Linked DNA regions of Mus musculus: region 1 is linked to region 2. Evidence: chromatin contacts called from public Hi-C data. All regions are on one chromosome and are shown on one strand. The core of a region is the stretch at or near the end of the contact, and the rest is flanking DNA. Distances in the headings are between cores, read along the strand shown. Region 1 has its middle 9.0 kb from the start of Ankrd44. Region 2 holds the start of 4930444A19Rik (a long non-coding RNA gene).

Region 1 (4,980 bases), core at 1,558-4,057, 250 kb before region 2:
TTAAGAAGGAAATAAATATGACCCAAAAGACGGTGGATGATGCTGGATGGTATTGGTGTGCCTTGCCATTCCTTAGTGGTCATTGTTTGTCATGACTTCATAGAAAGAAACACTTGCAAAAACTTCTGGTGGTGTTCTGAAGGCTTTTTTGCCAATTCTGTGGACTTGTGCTGGTTGGCAGGGCAATGTCAGTTGATACAAACCCATGTGGAATTCTGCTAAGACAGACTCACGTGGTGTTTTGCTAAGGCAAGGCCCTTGGGAGGACATGTAATGTTTAGAGGGAATATAAATAGGACTTGACGGACAGTGATGGGGCTTGCATAGCTAGCTTTGCAACATTTTGTTGGTCTTGCATCTTCATCTTTGCTGAGCTTCACTTTGTAGAGAGAGGCATGGCAGAGAACTTCTGGTGTCTCTGCTGGTCCTGGTCGCTCCTGCTGACTCCTGCCAATTCCATGGAGGCCTGGCTGTTTCTGCTGGGCCGTGTCACCACTGCTGATTCATGTTTGCTATTCTGACACTACTGAACTGGTCTACAGGTTTATAAACAGTCAATGCAGATTGGATTTGCTCCAAAGAACTATTTCTAAACAGGTCCTAATAACCTTTCTTCTACAACCTCTGGTGGGTCTTGGGCTAGAAGGGAGGTTAAAGCATTTAAGAACCCTTATTAAAAGTAGTATTTGAAAAATATCAGCCTACAGTGACCAAAGCATGTGATATCTTCAGTAAAGGGCCTCCTATCAAGTTCTAGTGAGCAACTAGAGCAGTGGCTATTGTCTGCATTACCCTGTAGGTCTCTGGGCCATCCCTCTCTGCAACCCAGCACTGGCTTTGTATTGAGCAACATACAGCTTCTGGGAGGCACATTATTCCTCATGGAGGGCAACTTCAATTGGTTTTCTTTTATACACATCTGTGTATCGCAGAGTTTCTAATAGATTTCTATGCAGCTTTTCAAACACCCCTTGTGTTAGCTTTCCTGTTCATCCTCTTCCCAACCCTTCTGAACATTTCTCAATTAAAAATTTCAAAAGGATTAATTTATGCTTTTGTAAATTAATATGTATGGATGTTTTGTCTGCATGTATATGAGTGTGCCCTGGTGCCTGCAGAAGCCAGAAGAGAGCTTGGATCCACTGGAACTGGAGTTACAGATGGTTGTGAATCACCATGTAGGTGCTGAGCATGGAACCCAGGTCCTTTAGAAGCACAACAGGTACACTTAACCACTAAGCCATCTTTCCAACCCCAATTTGACTCTTTTAAATATTTGCTGGTACCCTGAATGTGGGGACTGGGAGCACACCACAGCCTGCACTATAATGATACATATTCATATTTTTGTGCATTTCATATATAATAAGGACATATAGACAAGTTTCTAATATTTATAACATTTTAAAAATTGAAATTAAGTAAACAAAACCATATAGTAAGCTGCTGAGTAGACTTACTGAGTAGACTTACTAAAATCACAGGTTACCATTACTCCAGCAGTGCAGTAGGTCTCTGGGTAGCCTCTCAGTTGGTGCTTTTGAAATTGGAGGGGGCTTGCTTGGTTTTCTTGATGAAAGGAGAGAGTCCAAGCATTTGCTGGATAGAAGTCAGAAGGGTAAAGCATTTTGAAACACAGGCTCTCAAATCTCCCATTGGATATTTAAGAGGTGAAAAGTCTGTTTAATGATCTGAACCTGAAATTTAGCCCATTTATTGTATAAACTTAATGTTGTTGTTTTAAAGTTTTAATGTGCAGTGATTTCTTTTCTAGGGCTGTAACTATGCTGTTATCCAGGACCTAATCAGGAGAAGGCAAACAGACCATATTATTTTTAACATAATAACTCAATATGGAGACTACTTACTAGATGTAAGAGGGCTGAAGAAAGAAGTAAATAGAGAGAGCATAACTTCCAGAAGCAGCTGTCAATAACAGGTCTTGGAGAAGGCGTCCCTTTCCTGGTCACCTGTATTCTTCTACCCAAGGGGTCTGAACCCATCTTAGAGTTTTTCTCTCTCCCTCCCATCCACCCCATGTTTCTTTACTTATTTTTTTTTAATATGATTTTCAAAGAAGTAGAATCACAACACCTCCCCCTTTTTCTCCCTCTAGCCCAGGGGTACTCAATCTGTGGTTGTGACCCCCCTGGGGAGTAGAACCACCCTTTCACTGGGGTTGCTCAAGACCATCAGAAAAACACCGAGGTTTACATTATGATTCATAACAGTAGCAAAATTACAGTTATGGAAACTTTTATGGTTGAGGTCATGCCAACCTGAGTAACTGAGTCAAAGGGTCACAGCATTAGCAAGGTTGAGGACCACTGCTCTAGCTCCTTCCAGATACCCAACCTCCACCCTCTCCCACATCCCACCACGCTCAAGCTGATAGCCTCGTTTTCTTTGATTGTTACATACATATGTATGCATATGTATGCAGAAAATATCAACACAGCTTGTTGAGTCCATTTTTGTTACTTTTGTGTATGTGGTTTCAGGGCTGACCATTATGTGCTGGACATTTGGAACTATAGCTATCTGTAGGATAGGCATGGAGGCTTATATGGTAATCCTAATACTCAGGGGGGCAGTGCAGGAGGAGTGTCACGAGTTAGGGGCCAGCCTGGGTTACAGAGTACAGAGTGAGATCCATTCTCAAAAGCACAGAACAAAGTGGTTTTCCGTAAGCTTCTCCTATAAAGCTAAGAGCTGCCACAGAAACTCTACATCAGACAGTCCTCTCTGCACTCACAGTAATCTCTGTGTGGAAGTCAACTGATTTCCTGTTAGTAACAATGCAGCTTCCCACCCAGGGCCACACCTCCTTTTTGTCTGTTGCTCCCCTAGAGTAAGGAAACCAATGACTCAGGGTTGGCTTAAAATTCAGTGGAACCTGGGGAGATGGCTCAGCAGTTAAGAGCACTGACTGCTCTTCCAAAGGTCCTGAGTTCAAATGCTAACAACCACATGGTGGCTTACAACCATCTGTAATGAGATCTGGCGCCCTCTTCTGGTGTGTCTGAAGACAGCTACAGTGTACTTACATATAGTAAATAATAAAAAAAAAATTCAATGGAACCATTACTTTGTTTTCTGCTAGAAATATCTGTTTGTTGGGTGTTAAGACCTCTGACCCTGCCGAGCTCAAGTGACAGGTTCTAGAAACAGCAATGGTGTGAGTGGACTCTGGGATGTAATGATGAGACGAAATACTTCTACCCCTGTGACCACTGCTTGTTACCCTACGCTTGATTCTTGGACCTGTGTGTTTTGGGATAAATATTTCTGCTAGATGTGGTATGTTGATTCAAAACATACAGAGTACCCTTTCTTTACCTTAAGAAGGGATATGAAAGTTTATTGTGCTTTTTCTTATTTGGTGCCAGAGTTCAGTCTTCAGTAGGCCATCCGGTTCCATCATGTGTCCAGGTCCGCTCTAGCTATGTGGTCTGAGGTCAAGGATAAGACTGGTAAATTCTTTTTTTTTCTTAGATATTTTCTTCGTTTACATTTCAAATGCTACCCCGAAAGTCCCCTATTACCACCCCCTCCCCCGCCTTGCTCCCTAACCCACCCACTCCCACTTAAGACTGGCAAATTCTATTCGTGTGACTCTACTCCTGTATTTGCTTTGCTGTAAGGTCCAAACTATGTTTATTGGTGTTTATTGTCAGAAACATTTTGAGCATAGAGGGAAGCAATGCCTACATTATACGCCTACTATACTGAAAATAAATGACTGTGCCTCCATGATATTAAGGTAGCAAGCAAGGGCAGTGTAAACAACCAGTACCGGGCAACCTGTTTCTTTTGGAAATAAGAACTCATTGGTTGATTTCTGATGCTGTCCGATGGTAACCTTACTGCAGAGAAGCTGTTGAGCTTGCGCACGGACTTCAGTTCTGAAGGATGGATGCACGCATCTAGGTTTCCTCCTTGTCTCCTTTTTACCGATTGCTCCATCTTTGCTGTTTCTGTAGGCTGCTGACTATGCATCTGTGAGTGAACACCAATCTATGTCTCTGGGCACCTCTCAAGTCAGACGAAGACATTTGGTTTGCTGCCAGAAATGACTCCCTTTGAGGAAGTTCCTCACTGGCATTGTAAGGGTGGAATTACCAGCTTGTGCTCAGACACTGAGTACCATCTGTAAAACTTTTCATTGGCTTTAAATTCTTCAAGGAGACAAAAGCACCAGGAGTAATTATCAGATGAATCTAAGTTACCTGCTAAAGCAACTTATGCTTTCTGAGCCTGCTCAGTCTCTTCTGTGCACATTCTGTGTTGGGGGCATTGTGCTGGTGTGGACTCAGTCACATGGCTGGTAGGTCAGACATACTCAGTTCCTAAGAGCAGCTGAGGTTGCAAACTTGATGCTTCATGGCTGGTCAAATTCAGTTAGCAAGCCAGATCCCTTTTCTCAAATGGATTAGTTATCTGTAGGAGAGGAAATGGCTTGCTTTGGAATTAGTGTCTTCTTGATAGCTCTTTTAATCAAGTCCACCAGAGGCTCCATAGAGCATCTCTATTTGCCACAGGCCTTTCCAATGTTTGCTTCCTCTGAGTTATAGGGTTCCCCTATAGCATTGTTTTCTGTAAAAGCAATTCTTGGGGGGGGGTTCTATGCTCCTTTGCTCCCAGATAACTTCAAGGTGTTTTCTACTCCTGATCTGACCCATTTTAGCTCCCGAGTAAATGACACAGGGACCTGGTATTTTTATTAACAAGCTGCAGCAGTAATAGCTGGCAGATTCTGATCTATTCTAACCCAACTATGCTGCTAATACCCACCAAGTTGTATTCAGTTTATAATTGAAAAAAAAAGAGACTTTTTATTGGACTAAAAAAGGTGAATTGTAGAGAGGATATCTTGTTTCTGTGTAGATGTGGCACCTGTTGATAGTAAATCTGACAGTCTAAAGGCTTTGGCAGGAAATAGGAGGTGAGACATCCAGGAGGCAGAAAGGATTCTGGGAT
Region 2 (4,749 bases), core at 1,360-3,859:
TTCCAATGTAGTATCTGTAGGTTTAAAATGGCATGTTTTGAGCTGTTAATCTCTATACTTGTTAGTTAATCTACCAATGTCTCTTAATGATAACATTCTGTCCCATGCATATTGACTCTGGAAAGGTGTTCTGTACCCAACTGAAGATCTGAGGACATCATTCTTTTGGTTACATGGAAATTTAAGAACTTGTTTTAAAATAGAATTGTTTTAGTCATTTTACTGATTACAATATGGTCTGGTTTGCTTCCTCTGTGATAAAACACTGACCAAAGCCAATTTGGAGGAGGAAAGGGTTTATGTCACCTTACACTTTGTAGTCTTTCGTTGATGGAACTCAAAGCAGGAACTTGAAGGCAGGAACTGAAGCAGAGACCATGAAGGCACTCTGCTTGCTGGTTTGCTTCACTGGCTTTCTCAGCTATTGTTCTTACATAACCCAGGCCCATCTGCCTAGGGAAAGTACTGCCCACAGTGGGCTGGGCCCTCCTTAGCAACCCTTAAATTTTCCTCACAAATGGGGTCTACAAGCCAATCTGATGGAGGCAATTTCCCATGTGAGGTTCCTTCTTTCTATGCACATCTAAGTTTGTGTCAAATTGACAAAACTAACTGTGACATGGTAACAACATATACTCACTGTGAGGACAAGAGGTTGGGAAACAGAAAGAGGGAGTTAAATGTTCTCCAATTCTATTAGACTGTGCATGTCTGATGTTTCCTGAATACATTGTGTTCATTTGGGTGGGGGTGTTGTTGTTTTAAAGTGAAATTAGTGTTGTTTGCACTTGTGGCTTTGGAATGTGTGTTTCACTTGACAAATTTAAGGAATTTCAAGGACGGAAGTGGGTGATATTCTTTTTAGGAAATTTTGACTTTCAGGGTTTGAATACTGTAATTCTGCCTTTATCACTCTTTTTAATAAGAAAACCTCAGTTGCTAGGTATGATAGCACACACAGTATGTAATTGCAGCACCTGAGAGACAGAAGCAGGTAGGTCTGTGAGTTCCAGGCTAGACAGGACTATACAGTGAGACACTGTCCCCTGCCCCCTGAAGAGTTAAAATAGAAAACTTCTATAAAAATCTGTGTCGGCTTCATTTGCAAGACATGAAAACATGATACCTATCTGAAGAATAAAAGATAGACTTTTATTTAATGGGTGTCACAAGGCTATTAGAATGTTTAGGAAAGTGAGTCTAGGCTGGACCTCTAGGAACAAGCCTGAACTGATGTATCGTACTGGCTACCTCATTCCCATAATACTGGAGAGAGCGAATCCGAAGGCAGCCACTACAGTGTCTGACTCAAAGACACACACCTTTGCTGATATGTAGGGACACTTCTGCCTCTAGAGCCATCCAGATTTCTGGCTGGATGCACCCTGCCCTCATCATGGATGTCGGGTATCATCTCCTCTTTCTTCTCTACTCTCACTGTTCTGTGGCCTGTGCATGAGAAGCTGAAAGACAAGCAAACACAACTCCACAACTGGGCTCCCCTTCAGAATGACAGGAGCTTAGTCTATCAGTTTCTGTCTTCCAACATTCAATTAGTGCATTTCATTGCCAGAACTTATTTCTTGTCTTGAGCCTTTGCTCTAGACAAGGTGTTATCTAGAAAATGTCATTTTTGAGTTGTCTAACCTATGCCACATAGGGCAGTCCATGCCCACCCACCAGGAGAGTCTGGCGTGGACATCACTAGCCATTGTGATCACCACACAGCCATCCAGGCTCTGGATATTGGACTGCTGTGCCCTTTGTATGTACCCCACATGTGAAAAAGAATTTGAAGGCAAGAGAAAGAGGATCAGAAGGGGTGAGCCTACCCTTTGTTTCTCTTCATATATTCTGCTCAGATCATGGCATCTCGATCTTTCTGTCTGTTTGTCTGTCTGTGTTGTGTCTGCTGAGGCCTTCCCTGGGCACTGTAGTTGCAGTATGATCCCCCTCAAGCCCTTTAGACCCCATCTCTGCAGTGTTTTCATAGCACCGTGTGCTATATAATGAACTCTGTAACTCTTATTGTGTGTCTTCCTCCATGAGAAAGTTGACTTTTACTATTGGAACTTCAGTCCATTGCACAACATCTAGGCATGTAGTAATCATTCATTAAATGTTTGTGACATGAATACATTTCTGTATATATACCTCATGGTACACTCATCTAAGTATTAATTGGGGATTTGTTGCTAGAATGAAAAGTATGCAGAAGTAGTAAAACAGGGTCTTACCCACGTGTCCTTCCCGCAGTCGTCCACAAGCCTGCCATTAGCCTCTAACTCTCCCGAACCGCAAGGTGATACTTGTTCCTCCAGTCCCCTCATTCAACATATCGTCCACTCCATACATTTCATTGGCTCTTCTCCCAGTGCTCTCTTGTTACAGTATGGTCTCTCTAGAGCCTGCAGACTCTACATGTCACCTTGGCGAGGCCTTCTGTCACCGTGGCTTAACCCTCCACCTCATAATCCACCACCCTGTTTTGTTTTCATGATGTCACTGCAGATGCTTCTGTGTTTTATGTTTGTCTCTGTGTTTTATTTCTTTTTCTAATCCATGTCATTTCAATAAGGAGACTCACCAGTCTTTCCGACGTTATTTCTAGTACATGAGTGTTTGATAATGGAATAAACACTAGCTATTATTTTCCACTATAATGAATTCTCTCAGTGCAGTGGATGTAATGTACATTACTTTTCTGGACCAGCAAAGCTGAGCATCTTTTCAAGTACAAATTTTTTTTTTTTTTAAGTAGCTAGTACGTGCCAAGTTGATGTGGAAACATAAATGCTTGGCTTGCCTGTCGGTTTGAGGTGGGTGACTCTTGATCTCTGACCTTGGTTTGCTGATACTCTGTATAATGTCTTAGCGTTTGAAGCCTCCTCTCTCATTTATGTCTGCGTTAGTGTCCAGAAACCACAATTCCTTAGTGACTCTTGCTTTTCATTTTTTGTCGCCACAGCTTTTGGAAAGAACCAACACTGGCTTTGAAGAATCAGATGGCGGTGCTCTCAAGAGTCCACTCCACTTAGCAGTAAGTGAACAGCTGTGGAAAGGTTCCTCTGTTTTTCTCATAAAGAACAAGTTCCAAAAACTTACCCTGGTCTTAAGATGTAGCCCCCAAAAGGCAATGGTCAATGTTAATGATAGCAGCAGGAGGGTTGAAAGCATGGGCTTTCGAGAGAGACTACGTCACCTTCTAGATCTGCCTTCCCAGCTGGTGCCCTTAGATATAGTTACCTACCCTGTCCGCAGTGTCCTCATCTGTAGAATGGGAGCAAATAAAAATATGAAGCCTTTATAAAGTTGTTACCACATAAGATGTAATATATGATCTGATCACCTTAAGCTCTATTCATTTTTTATATAAAGGAAACATCTCAGCTAGAGAGATGTGATTATAGAATAACACATAAACATTAGACCTAGGAATAATCAAATGTCACATTTTCAAATGTCACAGCTAAAACCTGTGTGGGTTTTAAATAAAACTCTGTGAGAATAGAAGGTGCAAGTTTAGAATAGCAGCTCTGTCATTCTTCCTGGATTTGCCACTGGGCCTCAGAGGAGGGCTCTGGCTCCAGTTCTCACACTGAGAGAGCTGGAGGAGCCATTATAGTCCTCATTAGCAAAGCCTCCACTTCACCTCCCCGTAATCAAAGGGAAGATCTTTGACACTCAAACTCTTCAATGGGCTGGGGGAGTTATCACTCCCATAGCCCTGCTTCAAATGGTATCTGGTTCACCCTCAGGGATCAGCAGCTGTTTGAAAGACCCCTGCTGCCTGGCAGTCATACCCAGCCACAGCCAGCTCTCCTGCCCACCAAGCTGCTGAAAGTTGAACACTCAGTCATGGTCTGGTGGTAGAGGTGGAGGTGGTAATTAGATGTATCTTTATTTAGTAAATACAATGGAACAGGATTCAAGAAGAATGGGAAGGGGCCAGGTCTACATTGAACTGGTAAGGTTTACCTATATGATGCCCAAACACTTCTTCAGTGTTCTGGTGAGCCTTTAGAGAGGATGTTTCATTAATAGACACAGGTAGACATTCATGCAAGATGAGAGGAGACAAGGCCGTTATAGAAGGGAGTGTCCAGGGCCAGAGGAGCCCACCCTCCACTGCCTGTCTCCACACATACAGAAGAGCACCTACAGAAGCCCACTCAGAACCTCTAAGACACCCATCAAGAGCACATCCACTATACACATAAACAAGTGCACAGGCACACATACATTTTGAATGCTGTGAAATGAGCCATCCATCTTAGTTCAAGGAGGTAGACTTAAGTGGAGAAGGAGAGTGGATGGTGGGTGTTCCTGTGGACAAAGCTTCATTGCAGTTGGCTGGAAGAGCAGAGAAGTCTGCTCTTTAGAATCCCTGTGCAGCTGTCAGCTGTGCCTGAGCAAAGATTCCCCAGAGCTTGGTATGCACAGATGTAGCTAGCCCTAGCTGCCCTTGGTGGGGCCACGTGGGAGTATTACCCCTTTGGATATGGGGCTGATTGCATTACTACTGAGAAGAGAGTTTCTAGGTGTCCAAAAATTCTATCATCTTTTTTTTTTCTCTCTCAAAAATTACTTGCTTTGTGCTTAGCATGCCAGGTACACTCCTGAGCTCTTTGGATCTCCACTAATAGAAAAGGGTGGTAGAGTCATGGCAAAGACTGGGCTTTGGTAGTGCCTCAGCCGGCAGGGGCCTGAGAAGACAGAGAACACTATTCACATGACCAACTCATCCAA

What was found. Hi-C and Micro-C count contacts between places; a contact is called where the count stands out from the background.
Region 1: a Hi-C map of bone marrow-derived macrophages shows a contact between it and region 2, with 22 read pairs. The contact joins the enhancer-like site here to the promoter of 4930444A19Rik in region 2. A contact is called at or near these places in 1 of 39 promoter capture datasets (embryonic stem cells), 1 of 15 datasets of contacts at CTCF or cohesin (the NIH/3T3 cell line), 5 of 484 Hi-C or Micro-C datasets (bone marrow-derived macrophages, embryonic fibroblasts, embryonic stem cells and 2 more), 3 of 115 datasets of contacts at active chromatin or transcription factors (embryonic stem cells, microglia and regulatory T cells) and 3 of 9 other capture datasets (adipose tissue, liver and pancreatic islet).

The regions. Positions count from the first base shown.
Region 1 is chr1:54,932,933-54,937,912 of GRCm38.p6, reverse strand. No RefSeq gene overlaps it. Among named protein-coding and RNA genes, the nearest start is that of Ankrd44, 9.0 kb to the right of the region's middle. Within about 2 kb of position 2,807, at least 16 of the 459 cell types and tissues checked have an H3K27ac peak or open chromatin away from gene starts, as enhancers often do. A contact at or near this core is called in the NIH/3T3 cell line and bone marrow-derived macrophages, where this site is marked.
Region 2 is chr1:54,679,411-54,684,159 of GRCm38.p6, reverse strand. 4930444A19Rik (a long non-coding RNA gene) reads right to left here and starts at 2,609. Exons shown (of 4, transcript XR_003948660.1): 1 at 2,238-2,609. Ankrd44 (ankyrin repeat domain 44) reads left to right here. Exons shown (of 28, transcript NM_001081433.3): 17 at 2,969-3,040.